Linked DNA regions of Mus musculus: all the other regions are linked to region 2. The links are chromatin contacts, called in public Hi-C and promoter capture Hi-C maps. All regions are on one chromosome and are shown on one strand. Each heading gives the region's core, a stretch centred on a gene start, on an enhancer-like site or on the middle of the called end of the contact. The rest is flanking DNA. Distances are from core to core; before and after follow the strand shown.

What was found. Hi-C and Micro-C count contacts between places; a contact is called where the count stands out from the background. Capture Hi-C pulls out chosen DNA fragments and counts their contacts.
Region 1: a promoter capture Hi-C map of liver shows a contact between it and region 2. The contact joins the promoter of Abcg4 here to the promoter of Upk2 in region 2. A contact is called at or near these places in 1 of 39 promoter capture datasets (liver) and 3 of 9 other capture datasets (adipose tissue, liver and pancreatic islet).
Region 3: a Hi-C map of stem cell-derived neural stem cells shows a contact between it and region 2, with 2.3 times the contacts expected there. The contact joins the enhancer-like site here to the promoter of Upk2 in region 2. A contact is called at or near these places in 17 of 39 promoter capture datasets (3T3-L1-derived adipocytes, the C10 cell line, the HPC-7 cell line and 11 more), 6 of 15 datasets of contacts at CTCF or cohesin (CD8 T cells, the NIH/3T3 cell line, embryonic stem cells and 2 more), 97 of 484 Hi-C or Micro-C datasets (the AML12 cell line, B cells, the C2C12 cell line and 55 more), 25 of 115 datasets of contacts at active chromatin or transcription factors (the 230-238 cell line, the HPC-7 cell line, the SCID.adh cell line and 17 more) and 5 of 9 other capture datasets (adipose tissue, embryonic stem cells, liver and 2 more).
Region 4: a promoter capture Hi-C map of adipose tissue shows a contact between it and region 2. The contact joins the promoter of Pdzd3 here to the promoter of Upk2 in region 2. A contact is called at or near these places in 1 of 39 promoter capture datasets (the HPC-7 cell line), 1 of 115 datasets of contacts at active chromatin or transcription factors (microglia) and 3 of 9 other capture datasets (adipose tissue, liver and pancreatic islet).

The regions. Positions count from the first base shown.
Region 1 is chr9:44,286,384-44,289,877 of GRCm38.p6, reverse strand. It overlaps Abcg4 (ATP binding cassette subfamily G member 4), which reads left to right and starts at 1,634. Exons shown (of 15, transcript NM_138955.3): 1 at 1,634-1,864; 2 at 2,413-2,662. The coding sequence starts at 2,425.
Region 2 is chr9:44,452,594-44,456,127 of GRCm38.p6, reverse strand. Upk2 (uroplakin 2) reads left to right here and starts at 1,361. Exons shown (of 5, transcript NM_009476.2): 1 at 1,361-1,497; 2 at 1,935-2,066; 3 at 2,195-2,333; 4 at 2,575-2,645; 5 at 3,019-3,413. The coding sequence starts at 1,422. The coding sequence ends at 3,155.
Region 3 is chr9:44,636,674-44,640,138 of GRCm38.p6, reverse strand. It overlaps Ddx6 (DEAD (Asp-Glu-Ala-Asp) box polypeptide 6), which reads right to left. Exons shown (of 14, transcript NM_181324.3): 14 at 1-3,465. Among named protein-coding and RNA genes, the nearest start is that of Ddx6, 34 kb to the right of the region's middle. Within about 2 kb of position 2,123, at least 36 of the 459 cell types and tissues checked have an H3K27ac peak or open chromatin away from gene starts, as enhancers often do. A contact at or near this core is called in the 230-238 cell line, cortical glia, liver and 4 more, where this site is marked.
Region 4 is chr9:44,250,198-44,253,676 of GRCm38.p6, reverse strand. It overlaps Pdzd3 (PDZ domain containing 3), which reads left to right and starts at 2,213. Exons shown (of 11, transcript NM_133226.2): 1 at 2,213-2,237; 2 at 2,652-2,679; 3 at 2,821-2,894; 4 at 3,215-3,426. The coding sequence starts at 2,222. Nlrx1 (NLR family member X1) reads left to right here. Exons shown (of 10, transcript NM_001163743.1): 10 at 138-964. The coding sequence ends at 459.

The sequences.
Region 1 (3,494 bases), core at 385-2,884, 170 kb after region 2:
TCTTATTTCTCAGTTTCTTTTCTCCAAAGGAAAGTTAAAAAAAACCCTGCGTCATAGGCAGATCTCTAGAAGTGTGAGGCCATCCTGGTCTACTTACCAAATTCCAGGCCAGCCAAAACTACATAGTAAGATACTGTCTCAACAAAATAAAGCAAAAACCCTGCTTCATGGAGTACTAAGATTATCTGAGAAGAGTGTACAGTTTATAGTAGTTTTTCAGTAAGTACTTATGTTAGACAGGCCTGGTGACATGTTTATAGTCACTGCACCCAAGAGAGGGGGAAGACTGGGCAGTCAAAGCCAGCCTCAGCAACAGCCTGAGTTAGTGAGACCCTAACGCACGCGCGCGCGCTTACATACAAAGCAATCATTGGGGTATTGTCTATCATGAGGTATTGGAGATTAACTTGAAGAATAGAGGGTCCATCTGGAAAATTCGAAGATTGGTCCTGAGGAATGACCATAGGTGAGACAGGGATGAAGGGAAATTGGGAAAGATTGGATCCCAAACCCCCATGAACCTCATAGTCTCAGGGTGGGTGTGGACATGTCCTGCAGGGTCGCTAGTTTCCTGGGCTGCAGAGAGGTTTGGGCGAGGGTTGGGGGCTGGTGTTGGATTATTAGCATCTTCCGCTGCAGTAGCAGTGGAAGCAGTACCCAGAACCTAAGCCTACCTACCTCCTATCTGTCTCTGCATGTGACAGGCGGGAACTAAAAAGCTCAGGTCACGTGACTTACTGACCCCTTAAAGAAATAGAGGATAGGGCAGGCAGGAGCCAAGAGTAATTGAGAAAGGGCCAAAGCAAGTAGGCGGGGTGCGGGGGCGGGGGCGGTGTAAGCGCTCTGAGGACCCAGCCACGCTTGTAGGTGAGAGAGAATGTCCATGTCTATGAAAAGCCGTCCAAGACAGAATCTGAAGAGCTTTGTGTATGTATGGACTGCAGCCTCTTAGATCAGCCTATACTGGCTTGGAGACCTGAATCTGGCTGGTCGAATAGAATAAAGACTTTGATGGCCAAAGCAGGCTGTGACTGGGTCAAGGTTAACCTTGGAGCTGCCTGCAGGCTTTGTCATAACTACTATCCCCTGTCTCTTCATAACTAGTGTCCTCTTGAGCCCTTAGAGAGGGGGGATGTGAAGAGGCGTGAGAGGCTGTCTCAAAGTCTCAAGAATTATACATTCAAGTCCTTTGTACTTTAGGGTTGGGTGGGGCTGCGCTCCAAAGCTGAACTGCAAGAGATAAGCAATGAGGGGTTTGTGTATGCAGATAGACCGACAGCTTCCCAACCCCCCTGGGCACCTACCGCTCAAGGACCTGCCTCTCTGAGTAACATCAAGTCTCCCTCCCTTGGTGACCTCCGGGTTGACCTCAGTCCTAGGTCCAAAAAAGGGCCCCATTCGGGCCCCAACTCTGCAGGCATAGCTTTCACCACCTCCATCCTTGCTACTCGCGGAGTGAGGGGCAGTACGGGCCCTTTAAGAGCAGCAGGACCAGCGAGCAGAAGCTTGGAAGAGAACACTGCCGCCCGACTAGGTCCAGAGGACAGGCGCTGGGGACCAGACTACGAGAACCCGGCGGGTTCATCCAAGTGGGATCGCGGCGGGACCTCAACCATCTCTCCGCAACTGTGTCATCCTTTCTGACCCGAGCCCTGCCTTCCTCTACTGCCCGCCCTGGCCTAGCCCCGCCCCGGCCCGGGCCACCGGGACAGGGAGCCGGGGCGCGGGTGCCGCAGCCAGAGGCAGGTGAAGAGAGCCGGAGTGTCCACCTCCCGCGCCGCAACGCTGAGCATCCGGGTCGAACATCCCGGTTGAGCATCTCTGCTGAGCATCCTTGCGTCGCAGCGGCCGGAGACGCGTCAAGGTGACCAGGCGAGCAGGGGACAAGAGGGTCGGCTTGGAGGGTCTGGGGTCTGTCGCTGTTTGGGGGAACAGTCCGGAGGAGCGGGATGGGGAGGCCGGCCGAGGAGCGGTGCCAGTCCGTGCAGAGAGGGGCTCGGAGCCGAGGCCAGAGCCTCCCCCGGCCCACCCTGTGCCTCCTAGCTTCCCCGACCTCCGAGCGGGTGGTTACCCTCGCCCGGCCCCCAGGGACTGCTTGTCTGTGGGGTAAGGAGATTAAGGCCGCGGCGGGGAGGGAGGAGCGGGCACAGCTTCGATGGGCCAGGCGAGCAAGGCCAGGCTGAGACTGCCAAGGAACGAGGCGAGGTCGCAACTGAGTGTCACTGCACCACCGGGTGTGTGCTGCCCGAGTGCATAAGACCCGGCGGGAAAAGGGGTGCGGACAGTTGGGGGATCTGCCCGGAGAAGGAGGCTGGGGTGGGAGGAGTGGAGGCGGGGCAGCATCGGAAAGCTATGGCGCCTTGAGCAAGGGCTGGAGGGTCTGCCCGGAGCTAAGCAGGCCCTCTCCTGCAGGCCGGCTGCGTGATGGCGGAGAAGGCATTGGAGGCCGTGGGCTGTGGACTGGGCCCTGGGGCTGTGGCCATGGCTGTGACACTGGAGGACGGGGCAGAGCCCCCTGTGCTGACCACGCACCTAAAGAAGGTGGAGAACCATATCACAGAAGCACAGCGCTTCTCTCACCTGCCCAAGCGCTCTGCTGTGGACATCGAGTTCGTGGAACTGTCCTATTCCGTGCGGGAGGGGCCCTGCTGGCGCAAACGGGGTAGGTGGCAGCCCCATGGGACTCTCCCTGAGTTGCCTTTCCAGGAGCATAAGTCCTGGGGATACCCTACTCTGCGAGCTTTGTGGGCCCTAACCCTCACTGCACAACTGCAGTTGAGGTACAAGATCCCTGCTCCCCACATCTGCCAGCACTATGGGAGTTCAAACAGCTATTGAAGCTTTTTCTTCTAAATAGACCCTATGACCTCTCAATCTCTCAGTCTCTCTCAGTCTTCTCTCTCTCAGTCTCTTCTCTCTCTTAGTCTTCTCTTTCTCAGTCTTCTCTCTCTCTCAGTCCTCTCTCTCTCTCAGTCCTCTCTCTCTCTCTCTCTCTCTCTCTCTCTCTCTCTCTCTCTCTCTCTCTCTCTCTCTCCCTGCCTGTGAAGGTCGGTTTGGGGAAGGGGACCACTCTATCTGTGGAGGCTGTTTTCAAGGTCCAACAGTATCCTTACACCTATTTTTAAAGATGTTCTCATTCCAGCCATCTTACTCCATTCTCGAATTGCCACAGTCCCTGGAATCGGGAGGGGTGGGGATCAGACAGAAGGGATGTCATGTTCGTGTTACCAATGAGGAAACTGGGACTTGGGGAAGTTGAATAACCTGACCAATGTCCCCCTGCTAGTAAGAGGCAGAGCAGAGCCCAAAGCCTAGAAACACTGGAGTTCCCCCATCCTCCTCTCTCCTCCCCATCAGGACAGGTTTCCTAGAGCCCCCCACAAGTGCCTAATCCAATAGCTGGGCTGGGAGCCTAGAGGTTGGGCTGGGTTTGCTTCCCAGAGCTGGGTGTGGGCTAGGGGTGGGGCTGAGACGATGTCCTCTCTGGCTTAAGA
Region 2 (3,534 bases), core at 112-2,611:
ACAGAACCCCATCAGCCCTTCAGTGGCCCCCACTTTTCCACTAGGACCTTTCTCTGGGGTTGGGGAAAATGGGTGGTTCCTGGAGCAGACCCTGACGGTCTGAGCTCAGGTCCTATCGAGTTCACCTAGCTGAGACACCCACACCCCTGCAGCCACTTTGCAGTGACAACCTGAGTCTCAGGTTCTGCATCTATAAAAAGCAGTGCCTTTCAGGAGGGCATGCAGAGCCCCCTGGCCAGCGTCTAGAGGAGAGGTGACTGAGTGGGGCCACGTCACTCGTCCATGGCTGGAGAACCTCCATCAGTTCTCCCAGTTAGCCTGGGGCAGGAGAGAACCAGAGGAGCTGTGGCTGCTGATGGTGTTTCTTCCCCAACTGTTGTCCCAGGCATCGAACCCCAGAGCGACCTGCACACAGTCCACCGCTGAGCCACACCCCAGCCCTCCACCTCCTCTGCTCCTGGTTACAGGATTGTTTTTGTCTTGAAGGGTTTTGTTGTTGCTACTTTTTGCTTTGTTTTTGTTTTTGCTTTTTTTTTTTTTTTTTTTTAACATAAGGTTTCTCTTTGTAGCCCTAGCTGTCCTGGAACTCACTCTGTAGACCAGGCTGGCCTCAAACTCAGAAATCCACCTTCCTCCCAAGTGCTGGGATTAAAGGCATTCGCCACCATCGCCCAGCCCCTGGTCTTGTTTCCTAAGGTTTTCCTGCTTTACTCGCTACCCGTTGCACAACCGCTTGCTGTCCAAGTCTGTTTGTATCTACTCCACTGCCCACTAGCCTTGCTGGACTGGACCTGCGTTTACCTGGAAGCCTTCACTAACTTCCCTTGTCTCCACCTTCTGGAGAAATCTGAAGGCTCACACTGATACCCTCCGCTTCTCCCAGAGTCGCAGTTTCTTAGGCCTCAGTTAAATACTAGAATTGGATCTCAGGCTCTGCTATCCCCACCCTACCTAACCAACCCCCTCCTCTCCCATCCTTACTAGCCAAAGCCCTTTCAACCCTTGGGGCTTTTCCTACACCTACACACCAGGGCAATTTTAGAACTCATGGCTCTCCTAGGAAAACGCCTACCTCCTTGGAGACAGCACCCTCTACAGTCCAGGAGGCAGACACTCAGACAGAGGAACTCTGTCCTTCAGTCGCGGGAGTTCCAGAAAGAGCCATACTCCCCTGCAGCTAACTAAGCTGCCAGGACCCAGCCAGAGCATCCCCCTTTAGGCCCGAGGGCCAGCTCCCCAGCCTGAAAAACCTGTCTGGGGCCCCTCCCTGAGGCTACAGTGCCCAAGGGGCAAGTTGGACTGGATTCCCAGCAGCCCCTCCCACTCCGAGACAAAATCAGCTATCCTGGGGCAGGGCCTCATTGGCCCCAGGAAACCCCAGCCTGTCAGCACCTGTTCCAGGATCCAGTTCCCAGCGCAGTATGGCATCCACACTGCCTGTCCAGACCTTGCCCCTGATCCTGATTCTGCTGGCTGTCCTGGCTCCGGGGACTGCAGGTCTCTATTGCTGGTGGGAGCGAGGAGGGTTTCAGAGCGCTAGACAGGGAGCATTGTCTCCCCAGGGCTCTCAAGGACAGAATGTTGGTCTAGCTGGTTGGGGTTGAGAGTTACTAGTGGTAGGGATCAGGTGACAAATTCCTGGGCTTCTTCCAGATCCAGGAGTCAAGAAATTTGGGTAAGTGTCCAAGGTTTGTGTGAGTTGGGCGAGACTGGGGACTGACTGGGTGCCATGGTCTAGTCTGGGTGCCATGGTCTAGTCTGGCTCCCAAACAGCGCGGCGTACCCACCATCTGCAGCTCAAGCCTGCCATCTGGTGGTCAGATCCACACGCTCCTCTTCTGTCTCTGCACCCTTAGCAATGACCACCCACCCACCCCGCCAGCTCTGAGTTAAGAGGGGGCTAACTCCTGAGTTCCCTCTCGGCTCCCTAACAGACTTCAACATCTCAAGCCTCTCTGGTCTGCTGTCTCCGGCGCTAACAGAAAGCCTGTTAATTGCCTTGCCCCCATGTCACCTCACGGGAGGTAATGCCACATTGATGGTCCGGAGAGCCAACGACAGCAAAGGTAGACCTCCCTTGTACCCATTTATTCTACTCGTCGTAACCCCTCTTAACGATACCCAAGAGCTGCCCGTTCTACAAGAGTGGACTGCTAGAAATCTGATCTTGCCTTTCACTCCTATTTCCCCTCAGTGGTTAAGTCAGACTTTGTGGTGCCTCCATGTCGCGGGCGCAGGGAGCTTGTGAGCGTGGTGGACAGTGGGTCTGGCTACACCGTCACAAGGCTCAGCGCATATCAGGTGACAAACCTAACACCAGGAACCAAATACTAGTAGGTACCGATGGACACCTGTGGAGGTGGGATGCAAAAAAGGGAAGTGGAGGTCCCGTGAGGGTGGGGAAGTGCCAGGAAGCATGAGTTAGAGAGGGCACAGCTAAAGGGTAGGAAATGTGAACCTGGACCCCAGGAGGGCCCAGATGGGACACATAGCTAGAAGGTGGAGGCTGGAACCCCTCCTCCCGAGTGCCAGATACGTACAATCTCTGCTTTCTCTCAACTCCTGCCTCTAAAGCATATCCTACCGAGTACAGAAGGGGACATCCACCGAGTCCAGTCCAGAGACTCCCATGTCCACGCTTCCTCGTAAGTAAAATGCCCGTCTCTCACACTTCCCTAAGCTCCGACTTTTTTCTCCTAGAGCAAGTTAGATAAACTGTTTTCTGAGCGCTCAGTCGCTCTCTCTCCCCCGCCCCAACCCCCCAGTATTTGGTATGGCCACCTCCTGTCCTGTTCAATCATCTCTGCACTAGAGGTTCCTTGTGCAGAGGGATGATGTCCTCCTTGGTGGCTCCTAAGTGTTGCTGTGAGGGGGGTCTATGTTTGCTTGACTGGTTGGCTGGATGACCAGTTGAACTGATGCTGGCGGCTACTTGGATGGCTGGGCTAAGCTGTGAACCACAGGAGCTACCTAGGAACCCCTTCAACTCACAGAGGTTCTCCCATCTTCTTCTGACAGGAAAAAACATGGAGTCTATTGGGTTAGGAATGGCCCGGACAGGAGGGATGGTGGTCATCACAGTGCTGCTGTCTGTGGCCATGTTCCTGTTGGTCGTGGGTCTTATTGTTGCCCTGGCACTGGGTGCCCGCAAATGAGAAGGGCTCTCCTGCATCCCAGGCTCCTCCAAGAAGTCCAGCCTGCCTCCTGCCAGGCTGTAGTCACTGGCTTCTCAGTGGCTTTTCTTCCCTCTCCCCGCCCCCTCCTCGAGTCCACTCCTGACAGTGCCCCCTCCCTGCTCCCTGTCTCACCTTGCAGCACTCCCTGCTAGCCCCACTGCAATCCTGCCAACACTGATTTATCTCTTAACTGTACTTAATTCTCACAATAAAGGCTGACCCACGTAGTATGTCTCATCTCCGACCATGTCTATGTGAGTCACCCCTTTAGCTGGTCCTCTTATGCACATATCAAAAGTACCAATGTCAAGGTCACGTGCATGTCATTCTCTCTATCCCCAAACCCCAAGGGTGACTT
Region 3 (3,465 bases), core at 874-3,373, 180 kb before region 2:
TACATTAGAGAAGAAAATAGATTTGCTTTGGGAGTTTTAAAAAACTATCTTTATGAATATAAAGTAGAATTACAAACTCACCAAAGTCCACATAAATTTACCCAAAATCTGGCTTACTTCACCTCCCATGAGGCCAATAATTTTGCCTGACAAAGTTATTTGGCAAGAAAATCATTCCACAGTAACAATTTTAAAGATACACAGAGAGTTGAAAAAAAAAAGTATCCAATTAAAATAACATGGCTTAATTCCCACAAACTTATTTCATCTTTTTGTTACTCATCTAAAGGTCAGGAGTGTGTGTGGCTAAAGGCAGTTTCCCATGAGGTTATGAGCTTCCAAAGTGTTTCTAAATCCTTAGTGCAGACACCCTCCCTTTTGGGACACAGTACCCTCCCCTCCCACCCCTATTAAAAAAAAATAAACCAAATGATCAGAATGAGATGTTTTGTTTCCAACATGTCACTCCAAACTCTGTGCTGTGCTCTGTTCTCACCGAGCACGATGGTGTCCAGCACAAAGCAGGTGGCCAAGGAAAGATGCCCTCATCTCATTCTGAAAACGAGTATGACAACCACCCACCCAGCCCACCCCACCCCACCCCACCGGGCCAACCAATTGTTATGATGCTGGTGCCCACCTGGAAATAATTTAGAGCTACTTAGGTTTTCCTTTCCAGGAAAAACATTTTATGGTAAATGTATTCCATTCCTAAGAAAGTTTCTTTCATGTTCAGAACACTAAGGGAGAGAAAAAAACAGGCCCTGAGCAGCAAGTGTGTAACAGTCTGTTACTTATCACACAACTACATGACCAGAGGCTAAAAGCATTGAGGTGGATATTAAAAATAGGACATAGTTTTTATCGAAATGAACTACTGGCGAAAACCAAAACATAACCATTACTTTAAAAATTACTGGAAAGAACCTGAAAGACAATTTCCAATAGTAGCAATATTCCTTATTAAGAGGGATCAAAAAGGATAAAAAAAAAAAAAAACAACAAAAAAACCCAACCAGGGTTTGACCTGGTCAGTAGGGCATCTTCCCATTAACAACAGCTCAAGTGAGCTAAGCACCACCCCAGCACCGCCTCTTCAGACAGCGATCTCCGGGGTGGGTGCCCAGCTGTCCAAGTGCCACCCTCAGCAGAGGCTGTACTTCAGAACACTCCCCCATGGAGTCTGTGCTTTAAGAGGGACTCAGAGGCATGTGGCACCTGGCAGAGCAGTCCAAGGTTGGCAAGAGACTGCACTTTGTTGATCACCCACTTGCCCTCTGGCGAGACAGCAGATTGCATTTGTACTCCTTTCCTGCTCATGTTGCTCTACGGAGCGATCCCTCATCTCGCCAAAGGCAGGAAGGAGGAGAGCTGCATCGGTACAAGGGCAAGATCTGTTGGTCAAAATAACGAGTTTTTAAGACCCCACTCCCACCCTCCCTAAAAAAGTGACTTCCTTATTAATTTGGTTTGTTTTGTAGCCAACACTTGACTGGACTTGCCTTTGGGGATTTGTACCGTGCAGCTCCTGCTACAGTTGTTACAGAGTCAGGGTTATCTCTGATAAGGAGGCATCTGTAGGATTTTGATCCCCAAAGAATTTGGGATAAGTCACAAATAGTTTTGCTTTAGAACTAGGCAAAGTCAAAGCAACTTTGAATAACTGACTCCTCTCTTCAGACGAGTTAAGCATGGAAGCAGACTCAACATACCTTGTCATAGTTTTAAGGTCTTCAAAGTGATGGAATATGAAAATCAATTTTTTTTTAAATTTTGTTTTTTGCTTTTTTTGTTCCCTAGATGCCTCCTGACCTAGTATACTGGGTTAAAAGGGAATTAAAAACATTTTTAAAAAAAAAGTTCACTGGTTGATTCATCTCCCTCCTTTTGCCTGGAGATCAGGCCAAACATCAAGCGTGTTGGGAGGGGCACAGTTTAAAGCAACACTACCACCTAAGGCATCTGCCAGCGATTTACAATGCAAAACGACAGACAGCAACTCTTAGTGCGGCACAGAGAACGGGCAGCAAGCAGCTTTCTGCAGCATGGACATGGACGTTAACAGCTCTAACGGGCTGCCCCTTCCTGCAAAAATGTATTTATCAAGATAGGCAGAGGGCGCTGCTCACACACAACAGGAGGGGCCGCGGATAACTAGGCTCCACAACTGCCAAGCCCGCCGAGGCTGCACTGGCTGGTCCGGTGACATAAAAATCCATGCTCCACACACTCTCCTCTAAGACTGCACTCTGTACACTTCTCACACTCCAAGGAAGATTTATCTTTGTTCCCCTTTGCAGAACTTGGGAAGTTCCTCAAACGTTTAGGACAGGAGAGCCAAACCACAGAGCTTCTCAAAGCCCCCAGGGACCACAGCCTTGCAAAGCTCCTTTGCTGTCTGCTAAGACCGCTGCCTGTGCATTCATTACAAGAGCAGTGTGGCCGGGCTTCTGGCCCCTTTCCAACACAGAGCCTGCAGAGGTCTGCTTCCTACAGTTAGAGGCCAAAGCACTTTTTAGAATTTAGTGTTGCAGAAAACTGAGCCCCTCTCATCTTTAGCTGCTCCCATAATCACTCTAATCCCTTAATCCCAGCAACCTTCATCCAAAAAAAATAATATATATATATGTATGTATATATATATATTTATATATATATATATATATATGAACCCAGAAAAAAAACTTATTTACAAAGTTTATACAAGTATACACATCCAATTTTCTACGGGTCACGCTTTGCCACAGAGGAAAGAAGGTCAAGGCTCCCTCCGACAAGTCTTTACAGCGAGTGCCTTCCTGCTCATGGACGCGTGTGAGCCAGCGTAGTGTTCTGCTGTAGAGCACAGAGGCTTGTCATCTGGCTCCTGCAGTGAGAGGCTGCTCTTTCCTTTGGGAGCGACGATGGTACGTCTACTCAGCCCGGAAGAAAATTTTACTTGGTATTGTTTTTTTTTTTAAATACATGTATGTACAGTGTGGATGGACTGCAGTTGTGAATCAACTCCTCCATATAAAGAAAAGGAAAATGGCGCTGCCATCACTAGTCCACCTTCCGGCCCTGGGCTGAGTACTGGTAGAACAGGAGGTGAGACTTCAACGTGAAACCAAAATGAAGAGGCAAAGAAATAAAAAAGAAAATAGAACATGACTCTGTTGATTCCTTGGGCTGTGTGTAAAGATGATATTCTTAATGGTCTTGTAGCATAAGGCACTTCGCACAAATAAGTAATAAGCTCTTCAGGCTTAAAAACGGATGAATAATCAGGGAGAAGTTGAAATGCAGTAGAGTCAGCTAGTGGAGAACTTTAGACAGGTGCATGTGTTCACCCAAATTCTTCTCTTTTTTAGGGTTTCTCCCCTTCTTTTCTTTTCCTCCTTCCTTGTCCCCTTTCCCCAGAAAACATCTTTAAAGACCAGCAGTTAGTGCAACGAATGTTCAGTCAGCACACAGTGCAAACAAGTG
Region 4 (3,479 bases), core at 964-3,463, 200 kb after region 2:
CTTACACATGCTTGGCCCCTCCCATTCCGCAGCCTGCAGGGAATTGTAAGGCTTCCTGGCTCTCTGCCTATCCACCTGGGGCCTTTCTTCTCAAAAACCCTTGATGAATGACATCCTCCCATCTCTTTCTTCTCCAGCCTCTACTTCAATGAGCTGAGTTCAGAGGGCCGCCAGGTCCTGCGGGATTTGGGGGGCTCTGGTGAAGGTGGTGCCCGGGTCGTAGCCTCGCTGACAGAAGGGACGGCGGTGTCTGAGTACTGGTCAGTGATCCTTAGTGAAGTCCAGCGCAACGTCCACAGCTGGGACCCGCTCCGGGTCCAGAGGCATCTCAAGCTGCTGCTCCGTGATCTGGAGGACAGCCGGGGCGCCACCCTTAATCCCTGGCGCAAGGCTCAGCTTCTGCGAGTGGAGGGCGAGGTCAAGACTCTTCTGGAGCAGCTGGGAGGTTCTGGACACTGAGACAGTGACTGCTGTGACAGAGCTGTGGGACCACTGGCTCCCTCTGTGGCTTCCTGGCTTGTACAACTCCTTCCAGAAAGATCCCTTTAATTCTGCGGTCAAAGCAATGGGTGAAACTGTGCTGCCCCCACCCCCAACAAGTCCAGCCTAGAGTTCCCAAGGTCAAATGCGGTGAATTGATGTTGGACTTGGATATGGAACATGTCACTTCTCCCTTAGCCTAGAAGGACTAAGGGTATGGCACGTTAGTGGCCACATTGCCCTGTGATGCCACCGCCAGTCTTGCCTCTTCCTCCTCTGATTGTGTTTGCTATGCTGGGGGGTTCTGCCAGCCAGCAGATGTACTGGACAGCTCTCCATCCTGCCTTACGCTCACCTCTGGGCACAGAGTGCCCTCACACTGGTGCTTTCCCAGTCTCAAATGCACAGGATCGATGGCTCCAAGGCTACTAGGGACAAGTGGGCCCACCTTGCTGCTATTAAAAAGCCGTGTGTCTTCCACCCCTGTGGTCTCCACTTCCTTGCCTGGTGCTTCCAAGAAAGGGCTAATCTGGTTTACCTTCTACTGCAGATGGCCCCTGGCCACCAGACTCAGGCAGTAGCGTCCTGTTGCTGGAGTTCTTGGTGTTAATGCCTGGCCACTTGCATCCCCATCAAGCTGAGCTCTGCCACACATGCTCAGTAAGCTAAAAAGAGAATAGTGAAAAGGCAGAGAAGAAGGGCTGGAGAGATGGCTCAGCAGGTTCAGATACGCCTTGCTCTTCCAGAGGACAGTAATTGAATTCCCAGCAACCACATGACGGCAGGGGTGGGGTGGGGTGAGGTAGGGAGTGGGTGGGGATGGGTGGAGGGTAGGGGGTGGGGATGAGTGGGGGGTAGGGAGGTGGGGATGAGTGGGGAGATCCAATACTCTCATGGCCTCTGTGGAGCAACTGTACCTTCTGCCTCTCTCTCTCTCTCTCTGTCTCTCTGTCTCTCTCTCATCACTCTTATTCACACATGCATGCAAACACACACACACACACAAATAAATGAACAAAAATAAAGCTTAGGAAAGCAGAGAAAAGAGATTTGTTTGAGGTGGTCACCCTGGGAAAGAAACAAATAAATAGGTCTGGTGACAATCCCAACCCAAGAGCTCATCTTTCAGGGTGCACCCGTGGACTTTAGTGTGCTGAGCAGTCCCATCAGGACTGAGTGATTGTTCCAGTCCATCCATCCAACTCCGTGGTCTGACAAATTGTCCAAACTTCATGAAACTTCTTCTTGGCAGACAAGTTCTGGCTGGCCTCGGGGCTTCATCTTCTCTCTTGCCCAGTTTAAGATTCCTGAAGGAATTCCAGTCTTTGAGATCCATCGTTTGAATAGTCTGATAGGCAAAAGGAGAGGCTCAAGAATCTTTAGATAACTTTGTTGCTGGAAGGCCCGGGTGTGAGCGCCTGGGATGGGGTTGCTCTTGCTGGGCCTTCGAATTCCTTTAACCCTTCATACCTACTGCCCCCAGCTTGAGATGACAGTAACCTGCTTTTTGTTGTGCATAAGAGCAACTGAGCGTCGTAAGAGGTAGGGCGCAAGACCTGGGGGCAGAAGGAACTTACACTCGCACTTTGCAGAGAATAAGTCCCATTGCTGTTAACCATTACCCCAATGCTTCCTTGCAGCGTCTTCAAGAAGGCGTGACTCGGGAGGGGGCAGGTGGGAGGGTCAGCTGGTTATAATGAACCTTGTCCCTACTCTTAAGTCCTGGGTCAGTGATCCAACTATGGAGGCAGCTGCAGGTAGGAAGTAAGGCGATATCCTTGAAAGGGGACTTTGGGGTGGCGGCAGAGGGGGCAGATTTGGAATCTCTGGGTCTAGAACACACTTGCTATCGGGGCTTGGAGCCCTATAGGAATAGGAATGAGGTGGGCTTATAGATCTATCTTCCTGGCCCACACCTTCTGCTGATAGGCTCAGATTTATGTTCCACAGTACTGGGGGAGGAAAATACAGGGGAGTCAGCACCCGTGTGTGTGTGTGTGTGTGTGTGTGTGTGTGTGTGTGTGTGTGTGTGTGTGTGTGTGTGAAGACAGAGAAGCAGAATGGAAAGGGGTTGGGTTTCTCCTAAACCTTTTTGGTTTTTTATCACGAGAGTCCCGTCTCTGGGTGGGGTGGGGAGTGTGTCTCTCCTCTCACTCTCCTTTGTCCCGCAGATCTTCGGGACACGGCCTTGTTAACTCTGTAAGTAGTCTGAGGGCTGGAGAAGAACAACTGAAGGGGGTGGGGGGGACGACTCTCAGCTGGCAGCAGCACCTAAAGTAGAATCTGGGACCCAAGTCCAGCTCCCAGCACCTCTTATTTGCCTCTCCTGCCTCCTTATAGGAAGTTTAAGTTTAATCCAAGGCTGGGCATTGACAATCCTGTCCTCTCCCTCGCTGAAGACCAGGACCAATCTGGTAACCCCCTCACCCTTGGCAACTGTTTCCTTTCCCTAGAGACACTAGGGTGCCACACAGCCTCCTATCTCCTTGGTAACTGCTAACTGCCTCCCTCTGATATCAGTAACTAAGCAGAAGTAGAGGGGGAAGACATCCCTTTGCTTTAGCCTCCCAGCCCACGCAGAGTTCATTCAGCTATAAAGCCCGCCCTCTCACTGGCTGGAAGCTGACCAGCGCTCTCACAGGAAAGCAGGGTCTGCCAGTCTTTTGATGCCCCTGTACCAGGGCTGTGCCCCCTCCTTCTTTTTTTTTTTTCTGCTACCTGTCTCCTCCTCCAGATCCCTGGAACCTGCACCGGCCTCGCTTTTGTCTGTTGAGCAAGGAGGAGGAAAAGACTTTTGGGTTCCATTTGCAGCAGCATCTAGGCAAGGCTGACCATGTGGTGTGCAGGGTCGATCCGGGCACCTCAGCCCAGCGCCAGGGTCTCCGGGAAGGAGATCGGATCCTAGCGGTGAACAATAATATTGTGGCACATGAGGACCACGCGGTGGTGAGGCTGGGCTGGGACTCCTCGTGGTACAAAAGAACATTCCATAGCACTTC